2 separate regions of the Anas platyrhynchos genome follow, and region 1 is linked to region 2. A link is a contact called in public Hi-C data. All regions are on one chromosome and are shown on one strand. Each heading gives the region's core, a stretch centred on a gene start, on an enhancer-like site or on the middle of the called end of the contact. The rest is flanking DNA. Distances are from core to core; before and after follow the strand shown.

Region 1 (2,700 bases), core at 155-2,654, 110 kb before region 2:
TAATGTTTTGAAGACTCATCTTTGCTTTCTAGTCCCCCCCCACACCCTTTTCCAACTATATTACTGAAACAACTTACCATGCACAGAGCCATATACACAACACAAGCAAGTAAAACCCAAATAACCTTTGTATATGAAAGCATTGTATGTACATAATGGGGATTTATTGATTCTCAGCATGCTTTGAACAACCAAAGCTAAGCAACTTTTAATGACGGTGGCTGTTTTTCACTTACAGTGATCCGAGTTGTAAGTCCAGCAACAAAATGCATGTTCCTTCTTGTCTTCCAAATCCGAGACAAGCTCCAGAAAACCTCTTGCAAAGCTTGCCATCATTGCTTTGACTGCCACAAACACACTTAGCTGAGAACTAAAGTGCAGTCAGACCATCTCCTTCTGCCAATTCTGCTATGAAGTGAAAAGCTCCAGCAGACAGGCTGAAGGGACCAAGCCAAAAAAAAGGGCAGACAGTTGGAAGAGACTTTCCTAAGTTTGCCAGAGCTTCCCCACTGAACTTGCCTTCTCTACCACTGCACCAAATACTATCATATGCCTTCTTTAAAAGGTCAAGACTGTATTCTTGCTGCCTTCAGAAAACTGCCAAACACTTCTGCAAATCTAGTAAACAAAGATAATACTGTCTGCCCCTCTCTTACAGAGTACTGCACAATTCACACATCAGAGGACTCAAGGGCTTCATTTACAAGGCTACCCAAAACTCAGGAACTAACAACATCAGACAAAAAGACCTCTCTGCTGATACAGAAACTAACTGAGCTTAACATGACACTCAGAAATGCTCTGATAAAATGCCCCGAGACAAGAGCATTCATCTTTGGCGAGAAGAAAATAGATGAATTAATCTCCAGAATCACTGGAAGACTCAGAATTTTCCAAAAGCAAATAAAGACAGAAACAGTGAAATGCAAAGCAGGAAATACTGCAGGAATTCAGAACTGTTACTTGGAATCTGTGAGAATTAGAAAAGAACAAACAATACCATTCAGTAGAAACAGAGCTCTGTTTAAAAAATAAAATAAAATAAAATAAAAAAAAAATCACAGACACCAAACATAGAGGGAAATAAACTAAATCAAGTGAGTTGAGCCAGGAGTAAAGCCTGTAGACTTTGTGACAAAATGTGAAAGAACACAAGGTTTTCACAAGGGTCCATGCAACCATGAGCTGCACACTTGTACTTAAAGGCCTAAATTTGAATTGAATATATTTTACCTTTATATCCTCAGGTCGGTTTGTCTCTGCTCGTTTTTCCTGAAGCTTCTTCTGGATAGAATCAAGGGTCACTTCCACGGCAGGCTTGGCAGATTTATCTGACAGGTCTTGCTTCTTGTCATCTTCCTTTTCAAGCTGAGAACCGAAGCTCTTGGGGAGAGTGTTGCTCCGTTGACGCACCACAGGGCCAAGGTCTTCCTCTGATATCTTCAGTTTTGATTCTAAGCAGGGACATATGGGGCATAAGAGGAGTATTTTTTCTTTTTTTAAAATGTGACAGTGACAGAAACACTGCCCAACATCAAATTTAAACAAGGCAAAGTCCACCTGCCCCCAGAAGGTACACCAATGGTGGCTGCTCACCTTTAAGTTGTTTTCGGAATTTGGCCAAATCATTTGTCCATTTGAGCACTTCAGGGTTGGCTGCTTTGTCACTGTGGGAAGGCTGAGAGGAAAAAAACAGTCATGTTGAATCTGTGTTAAACCAACAGGAGAGACCCACTGAAACAAGTGTATGTCACAGCAGCACAGAGCATGGGCACAGGCTTCTGACTGGTTCCTGCATGCCTCTGATCAATTCAGTTCTGATTTTGCTTTGACTGCCCTGCCTGTCAAAACATTGGCTCTTCGGGAATCATGAGATATATTTATTTTAAGAAAACAAAATCCAAACATTATGTTGTAGGAGTGCCTTGGAGGGCCAGATGCACACTGAAGTTCTTCTGCCTATTTTTTCCTAACAAGACGGCAACTCCAAAATATGGGAAACCTACCACAAACAGTTTGAGAAAAATCAGGATGTATGTATCCACACTGAAAGCTACCTACCATCCAAAAACACTGAAATAACCCAAATGCTAGGCTGCAGCAACCTCTGGACATTTCATCCAGACTTTTCTACTGCAGGCAAGATCCCTTCAGTACTGCCCTCTGTGGTTTAGATCACCAATGAAGATGCACACATATGAAGCTTCAGTTCCTTAAAAAACCTTTCTGTTCATCAGAAGGGCATGTCAGGACTAATTAGAGTACAGTACACTGCTACTGCTTAGCAGCACTTGGCTATGGTTCCTTGCTCAGGAGCAAAGAAGGCTGCTCTCCTCTCCTCTGCAATGTGCTGGTGTCCTTGGGTTACCATCATGCAAATGGGATGCACAAGTGTTCTTACCATAAGCTGAACTTGAATACACAAACAAACAAAAAGTTTAACATAGCTATTCCTACACACCCAATGCGTGCTTTTTGCATACTGCCTAAATCAGTGATCAAAATCCTATGAGTTTGTTAGACTACCTCTTGTGCTGCACTGGTAGTACAAAAAATGCTTGGAAAGGTAATCTGCATGGTATGGATGCACATTTCTATTTTGGGGAAGCAGCATTTTTTTCTTCTTTTATTTATTTTTTAAACACTTGCAAGCTCTCTGTATAAGTTTGACCGACTTCCCTGATGTCCTTTCCCTTTCCA
Region 2 (2,700 bases), core at 15-2,514:
TTAAACAAATACTTAAAACTTCTTCATTGATGACATGACATTCTTACTGCAGTTTGTAATGAACCTAAAAATCTGAACAGGGTTGCTATTATGCCCAACTGTCCATCCAGATATCTGGCAGTTCATTTCTTCTACTCTGCTGTACCTTTCCCATTAAAAATATATTCCTGGAGTACACGTGGGTTCTATAGTTCCAGGTAGTACGCAACACTTATCTGATCTTTATGAAACACATTACTTGTATAAATATGTTTTTTATTCGTGAAACATCATTACAATATATAAATAAAACCAGCACTACAGTGAACACCTTTTTAATTCTTTACAGCAAACACCACATGTGTAAATTACTGAACTGTAATTTGACCGACTTGTTAAAGTACCTCGTCACGTATCTCTTTTTAAAAGAGATGTTTCCGTTGTGGGTTAAATGGGCAATATACAATTTTCACTTCAGGCGGATACATGCCAAAGAAAAAGCTACGTAGCTTGGGTTCGGTTCACAAAACAGCAAAAATCCCGAGCAGTTTACAGGCAGCCGTGGTGCTTAGGGAACTTTTTGCTTAGAAAAGGCCTCCAGTTACCCCCACAAAAAGTCTTGCTCAAGCGAAGGGCTCCGGCCTGTTGCCATTTTAGCACTCAAAACACAGAGCTGAAATTCCTTGCTCAAACTCATAATTTACATCTGCAAGACAACCGAGAGACGTTTCCCGCGCCTGCAGGAACAGAGGGGTAAATTGTTAGGCTCCTTTTGGGATCTGGAAGGGATATGTTAACCAAGGAGAAAAAATTAAGGGTAGTTATTTCAGATATATGCTGAATCAAAATCAAAGCGCCTCCTCGCAACAGCTCTGAGCATTCACTGTTAGGCGACTTTCGGCGAGGAAGACTTGATGCTATAAGAGGAAAAGTTGTCAAAGCATGTAACTGGCCATAACTGACCGCAGAAACTTACAAAAGCAGCCCTCACAGCACAAAAGCAGCCCGGGACGGCGCGTTTGCAGCTCACCCAGCCCAGTTTTACAGGCGGCCACCCCCCCACCGCGACTGCTCCCGTTCTCCCCGTCCCGGCCGCGATCCGCAGCCTCTCCCCGTCCCCATCCCCGTCCCCATCCCCGAGCCGCCCCACTCACGCAGATGGCCAGCGCCCCGGCCCCCATGCTGCCTGCCCGCCGGCCGGGCCCGGCTCCCGCAGCCCGCCCGCCTCCGCTGGGCCCGGCAGCCCCCTCCGAGCCGCCGGCCCGCCCCGCCGGCCCGCCCCTGCCTCTGCCCCCGCAGCCCGGGGGGGAGCAGAGCCTGCCCCCTGCTCCTCACGCTGCTGCATGGCCCCCCCCAGAGAGCAGCCGAGGGGGTCTTGGGCTTTAGGGGGACCCCTCCGTCGTCCCCGGCTGAGCGGGGAGCAGTGCGGGGAGAGGCAAGGCTCAGCGCGTTTTGGTGCCCCAAAATCCTCTTTGTGGAGTGGAAGGAAAAGCAGCGGGGCCCTTTGTGGTGTTAGGGAGTGTGTGCGGTGTGTAGGTCACGACTGCTTGTGGTCCTCACGCACCTACAGGTTAACAAAGCCGAGCAGCGTGATGTGAAGGCTGTGCAGGACGCATACTCCTTTGCCACGATGTGAAGTCAGCCTTGCAAAATATACTCCTTTGCCAAGGGAGAATCCAGTGCTATAACCAGCACTCTGCTTGTTAGTGCCAGTGCTACGTGGTACAATATTGGGCCTGAACGTAAAAAGTGTGGAATGCTGGACTTAATCATCACCCCACCCCACCCACCTATGCCCCTCAACCCCCTGGTTTTCCATCTAGGGATACAGCAGTGAAAGGAGAGAAAGGATAAGGCAAAAAGGGGTGGAAAAAACCCACAGTGCTTGCGACTGCCAGCAGTCACATCATACAAAGAGTCCACGTGCCAGCAGCAGGAAGAAGAATTAATTCCCCAGCGTACCACCCTGTCTCACCTCAGGCTGGAAGCAGGGCTGGTACTAAAAAATTAAAGAAAAGCATGAAAGCATGTTTCAAAATTGCACTGTAGAGTTGCAGGGTTTCAACGTTTCACGCTTTTTTTTTTTTTTTTTTTTTTTTTTTTTTTTTTTGGTGGAAGAGAAGCACATACACATACTTATTTCTGTATCCTTTCAGGTGCAAGTGTTACTCGGCAGTGCCTTAGCATGTGAGTAGAAGACAAGGTCTTTGGAAAGTCTGCCTCTCAGAAGTACCTGCGTCTGGTATGGGAAGAAAAGGCAGGCTGTACAGCTAGAGAAAAAATGAGGAAAAAGAACATTTTCCTGGAGGCAGATGGGAAGGGACTGAACTATGTGTCAGATGGAAAACGTTACCTGCAGATTTCAACTTTCATTCATAATGTATTTTTATTAGGTGTTTTAATCAGAATTTCCTTCATACTCGGTTTCTGTTTCCTGTCTAAGCTCAGTTAAACCAACCTGACCCAAAATGATTACTTTCCCACTTTGAATAGCAGAAAGTTAGACTTTGGCTTTGGCATTTTCTAAGTCTCTTAGCATTTTCTAAGTTTCCTGCTTCCTATACTGTGAGACTCAGAGTTGATGCAACATCCTCCTCCTCCACCATCACCCTCTCTACTGTAAGCCACTAACATGCTTTTCACATAAATCACACAAAGCTATGTTCTTAGGCCGAATCACAGCTCCTCAGGAAAACACAATGACATGCTTCAAACTGTAAC

Evidence for each region. Hi-C and Micro-C count contacts between places; a contact is called where the count stands out from the background.
Region 1: a contact with region 2 is called in a Hi-C map of skeletal muscle, with 4 times the contacts expected there. The contact joins the enhancer-like site here to the promoter of FAM13A in region 2. A contact is called at or near these places in 2 of 8 Hi-C or Micro-C datasets (liver and skeletal muscle).

What each region holds. Positions count from the first base shown.
Region 1 is chr4:14,891,350-14,894,049 of IASCAAS_PekinDuck_T2T, reverse strand. It overlaps FAM13A (family with sequence similarity 13 member A), which reads right to left. Exons shown (of 22, transcript XM_072037046.1): 15 at 1,597-1,678; 16 at 1,234-1,454. Among named protein-coding and RNA genes, the nearest start is that of PYURF, 64 kb to the left of the region's middle. Within about 2 kb of position 1,404, at least 4 of the 8 cell types and tissues checked have an H3K27ac peak or open chromatin away from gene starts, as enhancers often do.
Region 2 is chr4:14,781,189-14,783,888 of IASCAAS_PekinDuck_T2T, reverse strand. It overlaps FAM13A (family with sequence similarity 13 member A), which reads right to left and starts at 1,264. Exons shown (of 22, transcript XM_072037046.1): 1 at 1,134-1,264. The coding sequence starts at 1,160.